2 separate regions of the Mus musculus genome follow, and region 2 is linked to region 1. Evidence: chromatin contacts called from public HiCAR-type data. All regions are on one chromosome and are shown on one strand. The core of a region is the stretch at or near the end of the contact, and the rest is flanking DNA. Distances in the headings are between cores, read along the strand shown.

Region 1 (5,697 bases), core at 1,382-3,881:
CCACTGAGTTAGCGTCTGCTTTTACAGAAGGAATGCAAGGGTCCCCCCATGAGTCAAGGTCAGCTCTTCATCAAAACACTCCTGAGAGGCTACCAGCAATCCAGGTATGAGCTTCAGAAGACCGGTTTCCCTGCCCCTGGGGCCTCACCAATAACCTGGCATCTCTCCTTAATTGCTCTTGATTGGGACGGCTTCATCTCTAAAACGTGGTGTCTGGTCTACATAGTTTCTAAGATAGAAGTATATGTATGATTCCTGACTGCATTGCCTCGTCTTTACATTTTGTCTGGTACCCACGGGGCGGACTATTCAGACAACTGTCACATAGTCAGACAGCCTTGAATTTACCACTTGAGCATCAGAAAACACCAGTAAGATTTTCTGTTTATTTTCTTTAATCAAGGGCATGACTTTAGCTGATTAATCAGGCTGCATTATTGGTGTGTGAGTGCGTGTGTGTGTGTGTGTGCATATGGGTATGTGCACATGTATATGTATACATGCAGAAGCCACTGAGGAACCTTGGGTGTCATTCTTCAGGTGCCACCATCAATGGTGTTTGAAACAGCATCTCTCACTGACCTGGACCTTGCCAAGAAGGCTAAGGCATCTGGCCAGCAAGCCCTAGAGAGACTCCTGTCTCCAACTCCCCATTAGTGGGATTGCGAGCACGTGTCACCAGGCCAGGTTCTGTCATCCAGGTGCCAGGGCTCAAACCCAGGATCTGATGCTTTCAAGGCAAGCCATCTCCCTAGCCTTTTTAATATTCATTTTGTGACCTGAGTAGACTCCATACAAAGGTGACTGGTGACACAATAAATGATGGTCTGTACCCACAGTCTCTTCTACACACAGTAAATATGCGCCAGTCTAAGGCAATATACCTTTCCAGTAGCCGAGACATATTACTACACATTCGACCTCACAATAAAAAGAATGATATAAAACATCACTGCTCACAATGCTATCACCATGTCATTCAATGTAAGTCTAAACGTTGGGGCTGGGGAGATGGCTCAGAGACAAAGTCACTTCTTACTCTTTGCAGGGGTCCACGGTTCAGCACCCAAATAGTGACGCAAAGTCATCTCTAGCTCTAATTCCAGGGCATCTGATGCCTTATTCAGATCCCCTCAAGTTTTAGTAAAATGGATAACTAAGTATAAGTCTAGAGCCAGGCAGTGGTGGCGCGCGCCTTTAATCCCAGCACTCGGGAGGCAGAGGCAGGTGGATTTCTGAGTTCGAGGCCAGCCTGGTCTACAAAGTGAGTCCCAGGACAGCCAGGGCTACACAGAGAAACCCTGTCTCAAAAAAACAAAAACAAAAAAAAGTTTAAGTCTAAGCAGGCATGCTGGTGGCTTTCATTGTATCCCATGCAGTTCCTTGCACCCTGTTTATTGAGTCACCTCATTGGCTTGTCCCATCTCCCCTGACTGCCCAGATGATCTGGTTCTACAACACCCCTAAGTGGACAGTGATATGTGTTGATAATTTGTGAGCACTGTGAAGAATACTTGATCTAGACCTGAACAATCAAACAGCCACTCATTAGAGGATTAATTTTGAAACATACAGAATTCTATTTTAGACCACAGACTATACTAGAAGTAGCCCAGGAATAGTAAATACAGAATCTAGAAAGGCGAGCCAGTGAGATGACTTAGCAGGTAAAGGGGCCTGCTGCCAAGCCTAAAGACCCAAGTTCAATCCCCAGGACTTCCACCCACTTACCATGGCACCAATAAAGAAACTACAGGGCAGTGGTGGCACAGCCTTTAATCCCAGCCCTCGGGAGGCTGAGGCAGGCGGATTTCTGAGTTTGAGGCCAGCCTGGTCTACAGAGTGAGTCCCAGGACAGCCAGGGCTATACAGAGAAACCCTGTCTTGGAAAAAAAAATCCAAAAAAGCAAAAAAGAAAGAAAGAAACTACAAAATCCTATGTGTCAAATTCTGGTCCAATGCAGAAGGCAGAGGGTAGAGATGATCCCAGAGAATGGCATAATGAGAACTCTGTGGAGGGAGGGCAAGGAGGAGGGCGAATAAGAAGGAGGGAGGCAAGGAGGAAGGAAGGCAAGGAGGAGGGAAGCAAGGAGGAGGGAGAACAAGAAGGAGGGAGTCAAGCAGGAGGGAGGGCAAGGAGGAAGGAAAGCAAGAAGGAGGGAGAGCAAGGAGGAGGGAAGGCAAGGAGGAAGGAGGGCAAGGAGGAGGGAGTGTGTCAGAGAACAAATCACTCCCAGGCCCAGCTGAGCTGAGCCCCTTACTACTGGACTCGGTGAAATTCTCACTAAATGGAGACCTTTTTATTTGACACTAAGACAAGATACACACAAGTACACACATGGGTACAGTCATTTCTTGTCATGCTCCAGAAAGGCTCATATCTACTCCATCCCAGCATTTGCCATCCATCCCCCTAATGGCATTTTCCTCCTCCATAACCTGTGAGAGCAGGCACACATCTGATCATATAACGGTATTCTCTCCCCACTGTTTTAGCATACCCGTGGCATACAAAGAAGCGAGGACTTTGGAATTTAAGAGGATTTGGGCTGGGAATGTAGGCTGGTAGTAAAATGCTTGCCTAGCATACTAAAGATCCTAGTTTTAATCAAAAAGAGAAAAGAGGCAGCAGGCAGGGAGGGGTTTAAATGAACTGGATTCAGATGCCAGCTTCGCGTACACTGACGTGTGGTGAAGGACAAGCTATTCAGTTGATTTCCAATTTCCTTCTTTATGAAATGGGAACATCATCCACTTCCTGGGCTTTTATAAGCATTGGAGCTTATCCCAAAGCTCTGTGTGCTTAAGGAAAATAAACTGTCTGTCGTAGAGCACAGAGTGGACGCTCAGTCTGGAAAGGGCTAAAACCTCTCCGGGGATCTGAACCTCTCTGCAAGACCCTGATATGTATTCGATAGACTTTCTAGAATGTGTTGTGTGCACTCTCTAACCTGAGAGGAAAACCCACTAGGCGTTGCTTCTTAAACCTCAGGAGCTGACAGTGCAGCTGGTTCAAAACCTCCTGCTGGCCCTTGATTCCACCGGAGCCACTTGGAGAGCCGGCCGGGCACAGGTGCTCAGCATAGAAGATAAGTCTGGGCTCGCCTGGAACAAGCCCTGTTGCTCTTTCTTCTGCATATCCTTCTGTAGGTGCCTCCTCAGGCTTCTCCTAAATACATCTTCACACAATTGCCAGAAGAACAACTTGCTCTGAAAATGGAAGAGATGAGTGAGGTAGAGGCTCACTCTTCACGCACAGGGTTCGAATGTCATAAGCACTTGTGCTTGGCATATGGGTGTATCTGCCTACCCTGTGCCTGCCTGGAGATAGCAGCCAGAAGAGGGCATCAGATCCCCTGGGAGTGGAGTTACAGACACTTGAGAGCTACAGTGTGGGTAGACAGAAACCAAGCCCAGGTCCTCTGGAGAAAGAAACAGTGCTCTTAACCACTGAGCTCTCCAGCCCATGCACCTGACACCTTAGCCTGATTTCTTGGACTCTTTTACTCTCTGCTCAATGCTCTGGATTGGCTTCTCCATTCTGTCTTCCTTCCTTTCCACGATGACTTACTTCATCCCTAACTTTCTGCCTGGCTTCTTTGGATGCTTGGTTCACCTAGCCCAAGATGACCTCCACATTACAGCTAATTGAAATATAAGTCTAGCCAGGCATACTGGTTGCTTGCTTGCTTCCTTCCTCCTTTCCTTTCCTTTCCTTTCCTTTCCTTTCCTTTCCTTTCCTTTCCTTTTCTTCCCTTCCCTTCCCTTCCCTTCCCTTCCCTTCCCTTCCCTTCCCTTCCCTTCCCTTCCCTTCCCTTCCCTTTTCCATGCATTTCCTTCCAGCCTTCTTATTATATCTGTTCATTCATTTGTCTCATCTCTGCCCTCTTTCCCGATGACCTCATTCTATAGCAGCCTTAAGTGCAACGATACAGGTGATGATTTTATGAGCTTTGGACTTAATCTTCACTCCCCACCCCCACCCCCATCCCAGGACATTCTCCAGGTTGCCCACCTGACTTCCAGACTGGCCATTAGCTGCCGGTGGGACAGTAGATGCATCCAAAACAACAACAACAACAAAGCTATTTCCCAGTGATTAACCATCAGCACCATGACCAACCATTTCTTCCTTCACTGGCTCTTCTCATGAAGTAGCCCCTGGCATTCCAACATATGACTCTTATGCTGATCGTCCAGATTCTGTTACCATGATGAAGCTGCTCCTTAGTTTACATACATGTACACCAACACACAACTTAAAAGGCCTTTTGTTAATAGCCAAGGGCTGGGTCTGTACGCCAATAGACATCTCCTAGCCTCACACATGCAAGGTTCTATCCCCAGTACCCCCCCCAAAAAAGTCAATATTGCAAAAGTTTGGTAATACTTCAGTACTCCTTTTTATTAAGGCTTGCAGGCATTTTCTAAAAATAAGTTTCTCTTGGCTACAGATGCTTAGACCTGACTCTCATTTCCCAACCTTCGCTCCACAGAGACTATGGCCACTTGTTACAATGGGAAGGAAGCCCTCTCCCTCAACCCCTAAGACCCCGCCCCTGTGTCTATACCACAGAGTTGCCCATAGCAACCCCAGAAAGTGATTCATTAGTCTCCCTACTAATAAGTCGCCAGCGCTGGGAATCGGTGGCAACATGGCGTGTGTTCACGCGTGCTTGTGCACATTTGTTTTCTAACTTAACACATCCCATTGCAGAAGTTCTCAGCCTCCAGCGAATGAGACTCTGTTTTATCTCCTTATTCTCCTGGGAAGCACACTTTAACCTCTACGATGACAGAAAATCACCTTCCCTTGCGGACAGGCTTCCCCGTCTCCCACAAGCCTTATTTCATCAGTACCTTGAAGCATTCTGTTCGGTTCTTTACCTGCTTATCACACAGCATAACATAGGTCCGCTGGCATCTTTGTTTCCCCCAAGTCATACATAGGCTGAGCCGTGTTCTCCAAGATTTAATACTCTGAAACCCTAACTACCAACACCTCAGAATGTGACCTAACTGGAAAATGGGGTGGTTGCATGTCATTACTTGAGATGATGTCACCCTGGAATCGGGTGGGCCCCTGTTCCAGTATGACTAGTTTCCTTATTTAAAAAAAAAAAAAAAACGGGGGGGGGGGGGAACATTTTGAATCCAGACACACAGACAAGTTAGAATACCCTGTGACTCGGAGGGCAAAGACCTGGGTGGCGAGTCTACATAGGAAGGGTGGAGGCTTGCCAATAAACCACCAGAAGCTAGGAGAGAGGCACAGATCACCGCCCTATCCCTCAGAAGCAAAACCTACTGCCAGCTTGACTTCAGACCTCCAACCTCCAGATCTAGGAAACACTTACTGTCTAGTGTTCAGGCCACCCAACGTGTGATCCTTTGTCCCAGCAGCCTTAACATACAAATGCATCCCACAAGACAACAAATAGGCTTCTAGAGGGCAGACACAGGACTCTGTCTCTGTATCCACAGAGCACTATACAGGGTACACAGGATGGGGTTAAGCTGGTCAGTAATGCTCTAACCAAGAAGGACAGAGCCCTCCAAGTCTTACCACCCTCAGTACTGACCAGAGACTTTCTCTTAGACACATAACATTAGAAAGGCTGAGCTCCAAGAACTGAAAGGGTGGTTACTATGCAAGCATGAGGACTGAGGCTCAATCCCCAGAACCCACAGAAAGAA
Region 2 (5,697 bases), core at 1,092-3,591, 2.6 Mb before region 1:
CAGACAGACAAGCAGGCAGGCAGATAGATAAATTGATTAATGACAGACAGACAGTTAAATGACAGCAGGACAGACACATAAAGGGTTGGTATTGTGACTTGAATATAAACTGTCCCTCATAAGCTCACATGTTTGAACTCTATGTCCCCAGCTGGCGGTACTATTTGTGAAGGAGGTGGAGTCTCTCTAGAAGTGGTTCACCGGAGGTAGATGGGCTCTGAGGTTTTATAGAATGGTCCCACTTTTCCTGTGCACTCTCTGCTTTGGGACTGCAGATGTCACATGTCAAGCAGCCTCCCACCTCTTGCTACCAAGGCTTTCTCTCCACGATGGCTTTTGTCTCTTGGACTGTAAGCCCCAAAGACCCTTCCTTCTTTCAGTGGCCTCCTGTTAGGACTTTGCTCACTGCAAACAGCAGATAATCGATCGGTACAGTAGGCATTTGTTAACTGAATTCTGAGGGCTGAAATGTCAGTATAGGAGGGATTCTAGAGCTGGAAAAACATTTATAATCGTATGAATGTTGAATCAGGTGATGATGATCCCCACTGGGTATAAATCTAGAGTTGAGACACTGGTAGTGAGCAAAAGATTCACGGCATCCTAATATGTGTTCTCTCGAGCTACTTATTATTTACAGTGAGTGTTATAAACCCTACAAAAAGCAGCTAATATTAGTAAGGACATGGGGAGAAAGTCTTGGGCATCGCCATCATCACTGTGGGACACATGGTACCTTGTTCGTCCAAAGGACACAATATCACTTATGTTGCACATCAGCAAGGACACACATTATCTATTCATAAGGATTTTCTGGGTCAGACATCTCTACTCCTCATGATAGTCTATTGAAGGGGGAAGGGGAGTCAGGTGTACTGATATACTTCAATTTTATCACTCAAGAGACCAGAGAAGGGGCAGTCCTGGATCTGAGAGATAGTGAGAGCCTGCCTCAAGGCACACAAGCCAAAAGCAGCCCTGAAAGACTGCTTCTGTCACGGTGCCTCCTCTGCCTGCTGCTTTGCCATCTCCACCGTTATAGCATCAGCCCCTTGAGTGGTTAGTCAGAAGAAACACATATCTTAAATGACTTTTTATAGGGAGTTTGGGCACTGCATTTAAAAGTAACTAATACGAGGGGTAAAGGACCATGTGGCGTGTAACTTGTCCCTAAGGGGTGCAGACCACACTGCTCATTCACACCGGTAAACACTATGGGCTGTTAATAAGGAGCATCTCCAAGCCATTGCTTTGTCATGTACTTTTCCAAATGAAATGTAGCTTGAAAACAGCATCACAGAAAATGCACGGGGTATTCGGCCTCACCTGCCATGTCAACCCATTGCCTGGATTCTGCTTTATACTGAATGGAATGCCGTCCGGTTGGTAAAGTGGTCAAATCCTACCTCTTCTGGCTTCCTTCCTTGTCTAGGACCAGGATCCCAACTTCATCTCAGTGTTCTGAGGCAGGAGGATCCCAGGTTGGAGGCCAACCTGGGCTGCATAGTAAGACCTGGTCTCAAAGAAACAAAGCACAAGCACAAATTTGTTTCTTTGTGTCGTACTTGTTGGGGTTATTGATTGTCTGTGTAACTGAACTCTTCTCTGTGACCTCTACCCCTTCCATTGACAAGTGATGTTTGTGACTATAATTCAGTGTATATGTGTGTGTTTGGTATATGTGGTTCATGCACATGCGTGTGTGCGTGTGTGCGTGTGTGTGTGTGTGTGTGTGTGTGTGTGTGTGTGTGTGTGTGTGCATAGCCACGTCTACAGTGAGTCTCCTGTCTTGGTCATTTATAGGAACATGGAAGATAGACATGCTTATCAACACATTCTAACATTGTGGTCTTTTAGCACAAAGATGGTTGGTCAGTGGAGATGGATAACTCCTATCACCCCCGGGTGCTAGTTGCTAATACTGTGTCCTGGGGTCCTCCTGGGTAATGAAGAGGAGGATGGAGACAGCCTTGGGTCTAGCCTTAGCTTTACTGACTATTACTTCTTGGGCTGGACCCTTCTCTGGGAATTGGTGTCCACATCTATAAAACATGAGTGGGCATGGGGGATATGGAAATCTTCGCTTCTTTGTTTCTTCAAAGGCACAGAGAGCCAGAAAGACCCTGTTGGAAGAACTAGATTCTTCTGCGTGGTTCAAGGCAGGAACAACTCTGGCCTGGTCACAGCCACTGGACATATTAGCCCATGTCCTAGACTCCTGGGAACATTTGTAGCACTTGGAGGAGAGGCTTTGGTGTGCCAGTTTCTAGGCAGCCCTGCTTCTGAGTGTCAGCAGAGAAAGCTGGCAGCGGAAGGCCACACACCCTCCCCTGTCCTTGCCTGGTGGCAACACTTCAGTAGGCTCTCTAATGAGCTTACACCCCTCCCCAAAGCCAGGCTTTTTTGCTTCTCCTGGGAGCCTGGCACCAAGCCCTAGATGCTGTCATTGTTTTGGGGACAGACTCCCCTCTCTTCCCCCACTCCCCGTTCCCCAAGTGGCTCACTCTACTAGGCCAGTCAGCTTTGCCTCAGACCAGGCTCCTACCCTGGTGACCTACAGCTATTCTCCATCTTTGTGGCAACTGAGAGGGGGCCCAGAGCTGCTTAGTTGGGTGTGAGTGAATGTGTCCATGAGTGTGTCCACGTCTGCCCGTTCCATCCAGAAATGTCCTCTGCCTCTGTGTGTGTGTGTGTGTGTGTGTGTGTGTGTGACCTGCACATTCTTCATTCACAACTTGTTGTGGGTTCGTATTTCTCTTCCAAGAGAGGCGGGGGTGTGGTTGCAAAATAAATCTTCGCTAATTTTTTTCCTTCTCCCCAAAGAAATCATTGTGTTGTAATGCAGGAGAGCCTGAGCTGATGACATTTTTATGGGGCTGCCGTTAGTGAAGACTGTCGTGTCTGCCTGGGCCATCCAGAAAGTCCATAGATTTTTTTCTCTCTCTCTCCACTGCCACCCCCACCCCTTTTCTCTCTCAGCAATACAATTTCAGTTCAATACTTGTCTAGAATTCCCAGTGGGGCTACCTAGGCACAAGGGGGTGGGCCTGGGGGGAGATGACATCATGTCTTTGTCAGAGGATTGGCTGCTTCCAGGCTCTAGGAATGATATCATCTCTGCATGGACCTCCCCCACTTCTCTATTCCTAGCTCTTTACTGGCTGGATAAGGGACCCCCACCACAGGATGCCCTGTTGCCTTGGAGACCACAAGTTTTCAACCTTGTTGTCTGAAGGGATGGTCATTCATTATATGTGTGACATGGGGGTAAAGGGTCTGGGGAGGGAGCCCCGGGCAGGACGGTTTTTGAGGGAAGGCTGTGGACAACAAAATAATGAACAAACATATGTTTCACGCATGAGAAGCCGTCAGAGATGGCAGCGAGAGAGAGGTCACGGCAGACGGCACTCCGTACATGGAAAACTGAAGACAGAATTCTAAAGACGGACAAGCAGTGGCCAAAATATTGTGGAAAGTGGCCACCCCCTCCCTGAGACAGCTCATTAGAAGGGCTGTGGAGTGCCAGATTCTGGGAGGTGTGTTGGGAGGGGGGTCGTTGAGGCTCTCTGGACAAGAGGCCAACTCCCCTGTCCCCTGCTGAATGTGGATATCTACACAGCTGTGTCCTGCAACCAGCTGGTCCCAGGCCACAAGAAATCTATTCGGACACTGAGCCAGATAAGGATCACCCCCTGTGGCTCCAGAAACTGTGGGTGCCTCCAAGAACTGAGAAGTAGCCTCTTAATGTGTTCCCAGAGGTGGAGGAGGGCAGAACCCCTCACAGAGGTTGTGTGTAGGGTGTGTCTGTGTCCCTGTGTCTCACTGACGTGGTCGCCGATTGCACGCACCATGTCCCCCAAGCTGCTTTATTTTCATTGGTTTATTTTTGGTCTTTTAAGACTGGCCTGGAACTTGCTGTAGAGACCTGAATGACCTAGAAGTTATTATGTAGACCAAGCTAGCCTTAAACTTCCCAAGATCCTCAGCCTCTTAACCTCTCAAGTATTGGGCTCACAGTTGTGTGCCACGACCTCTAGCTTCCCCTGGATAGTTGAAAGAGAGCAGCATTTAAGTTCCCCTTCAGTCCCTACCTTGTTTTGCTCCTTCACAAAGACATTTGACCTTGCTCCATGACAGAGGGAGTTGTGGGCGATTCTTGTCACTGAGCAAACAACATGGAACACCACGATCAGATCTGGGCTGCTTGTTATGAGGTCCCTTGATGCCATGAAACACAGTAGACCCGGGACTCATGATAGTGATAGTGCCTCTTTAATAAGGAGTGCATTGTAAAGAAAGAAGAAAGAGTGTGTAGTGAACTTATGATTGCTAACATGGCTGTTTCTTCTCCTTATTAGATGTCGGGTGCATAGCTGCATGTGGTATGCTTTTATACTTCTGGTAAAGCAGTAAGTTTATTTGTGCACCCCTGTCACTACAAACAGATAACTAATGCATTGCACAATGACAGGATTAGGGTCATGTTCAGTCCAGTGTGAGTTGAAACACTGTTGTGTAGCATACAACTGCTCATTTGTACATACCCACAGCATATGCACCAGTATACATGTGCGCACATATTGTGTCTGCATGTATGTGTGTGTCTGTAAATCTGCATATATGTATTGTATGTACATGTGTGTATATGTGTGTGAGGTATATGTGTATACCTGTAAGTGTGCACACTGAGGTCAGAAGAGATACCCTGCTTTATCAGTCTCCATTTCATTCTCTTGAGACAAAGTCACAAACCCTGAAGCTAAGCTGGTGGCCTGAAACCCTCCATACTGCTGAACTTTAAGGTACATACATGTTCAGTCATATTGGCTTTTTCCTTGGGAGCTGGGGATTTGAACTCTGGTCCTCATGATTGTGAGGAAAGTGCTCATCCCCAATCCCTTTTATTTAAGTACAGATGCATAGCCATGCCTGTGTGGGCTCTGATGCATCTCTGCGTGGTTGTATTTCTTCACGTCTGTTGTTTGAAATGTCCAGATGTTTTCGGAAGATGCAGACACTACATATGTGCCCCAGGGGTGTAGAAGGCTATTTTCAAACCCAGTCATTAGAAAAGGTGTTCCGAAGGGCAAATGAATAAAACTGTGGCGCTAAAGTGACTGGATGTCTGTCATCTCAGAGAGTACAGGGTGTGCGTCCCCCTTTTCTATTTTTCTATATTTGTGTTCATGCGTGCATGCATGTGTATGTATGTTTGTGCATGTGTGTGTGTTGTATGTTTACGTGTGTATGTATGCATGAAGTACATGCTTATATCTATCTGTGTGTGAGTGTGTGATGCATGTTTATATATATATACATATTTGCATCTGTGAGGTCATATATGTGTGCTTGTTGGGGGACACGTGTGTGTTTATTTGTGGTGCGTGTTTATGTTTATACATGTGTGTTTGCATCTGTGTGCATGTGTGTGTGCACACATGTGCACATGTGCTTGCTCTTGTGCGCATGAGAGTGCGTGTGCTCGAAGTTGATATTAAGAGTCATCCTCCCTTACTCTTTTACTTTATTAATTGAGCCAGGCTCTCTCAGTCCCATCCATACCACAGCAGTATGGACACTCTTGCCAACCAGCTTTGTCTGGGGAGTCCCTTGTCTCCCCCTGTCTAGGCTAGAATTCCAGGTGGGCCACCATGTCCACCAGACATTTCTGTGGGTTCTTGGGATCAAAATTCTGAT

The links. HiCAR-type assays count read pairs that join an accessible place to other places.
Region 2: a HiCAR-type map of astrocytes shows a contact between it and region 1, with 7 times the contacts expected there. The contact joins two enhancer-like sites. A contact is called at or near these places in 1 of 39 promoter capture datasets (hippocampal neurons) and 1 of 115 datasets of contacts at active chromatin or transcription factors (astrocytes).

Annotation. Positions count from the first base shown.
Region 1 is chr11:110,413,810-110,419,506 of GRCm38.p6, reverse strand. All of the region lies in intron 1 of Map2k6 (mitogen-activated protein kinase kinase 6), which reads right to left. Among named protein-coding and RNA genes, the nearest start is that of Map2k6, 18 kb to the right of the region's middle. Within about 2 kb of position 2,631, at least 13 of the 459 cell types and tissues checked have an H3K27ac peak or open chromatin away from gene starts, as enhancers often do. A contact at or near this core is called in astrocytes, where this site is marked.
Region 2 is chr11:112,980,140-112,985,836 of GRCm38.p6, reverse strand. No RefSeq gene overlaps it. Among named protein-coding and RNA genes, the nearest start is that of Gm46301, 120 kb to the right of the region's middle. Within about 2 kb of position 2,341, at least 47 of the 459 cell types and tissues checked have an H3K27ac peak or open chromatin away from gene starts, as enhancers often do. A contact at or near this core is called in astrocytes, where this site is marked.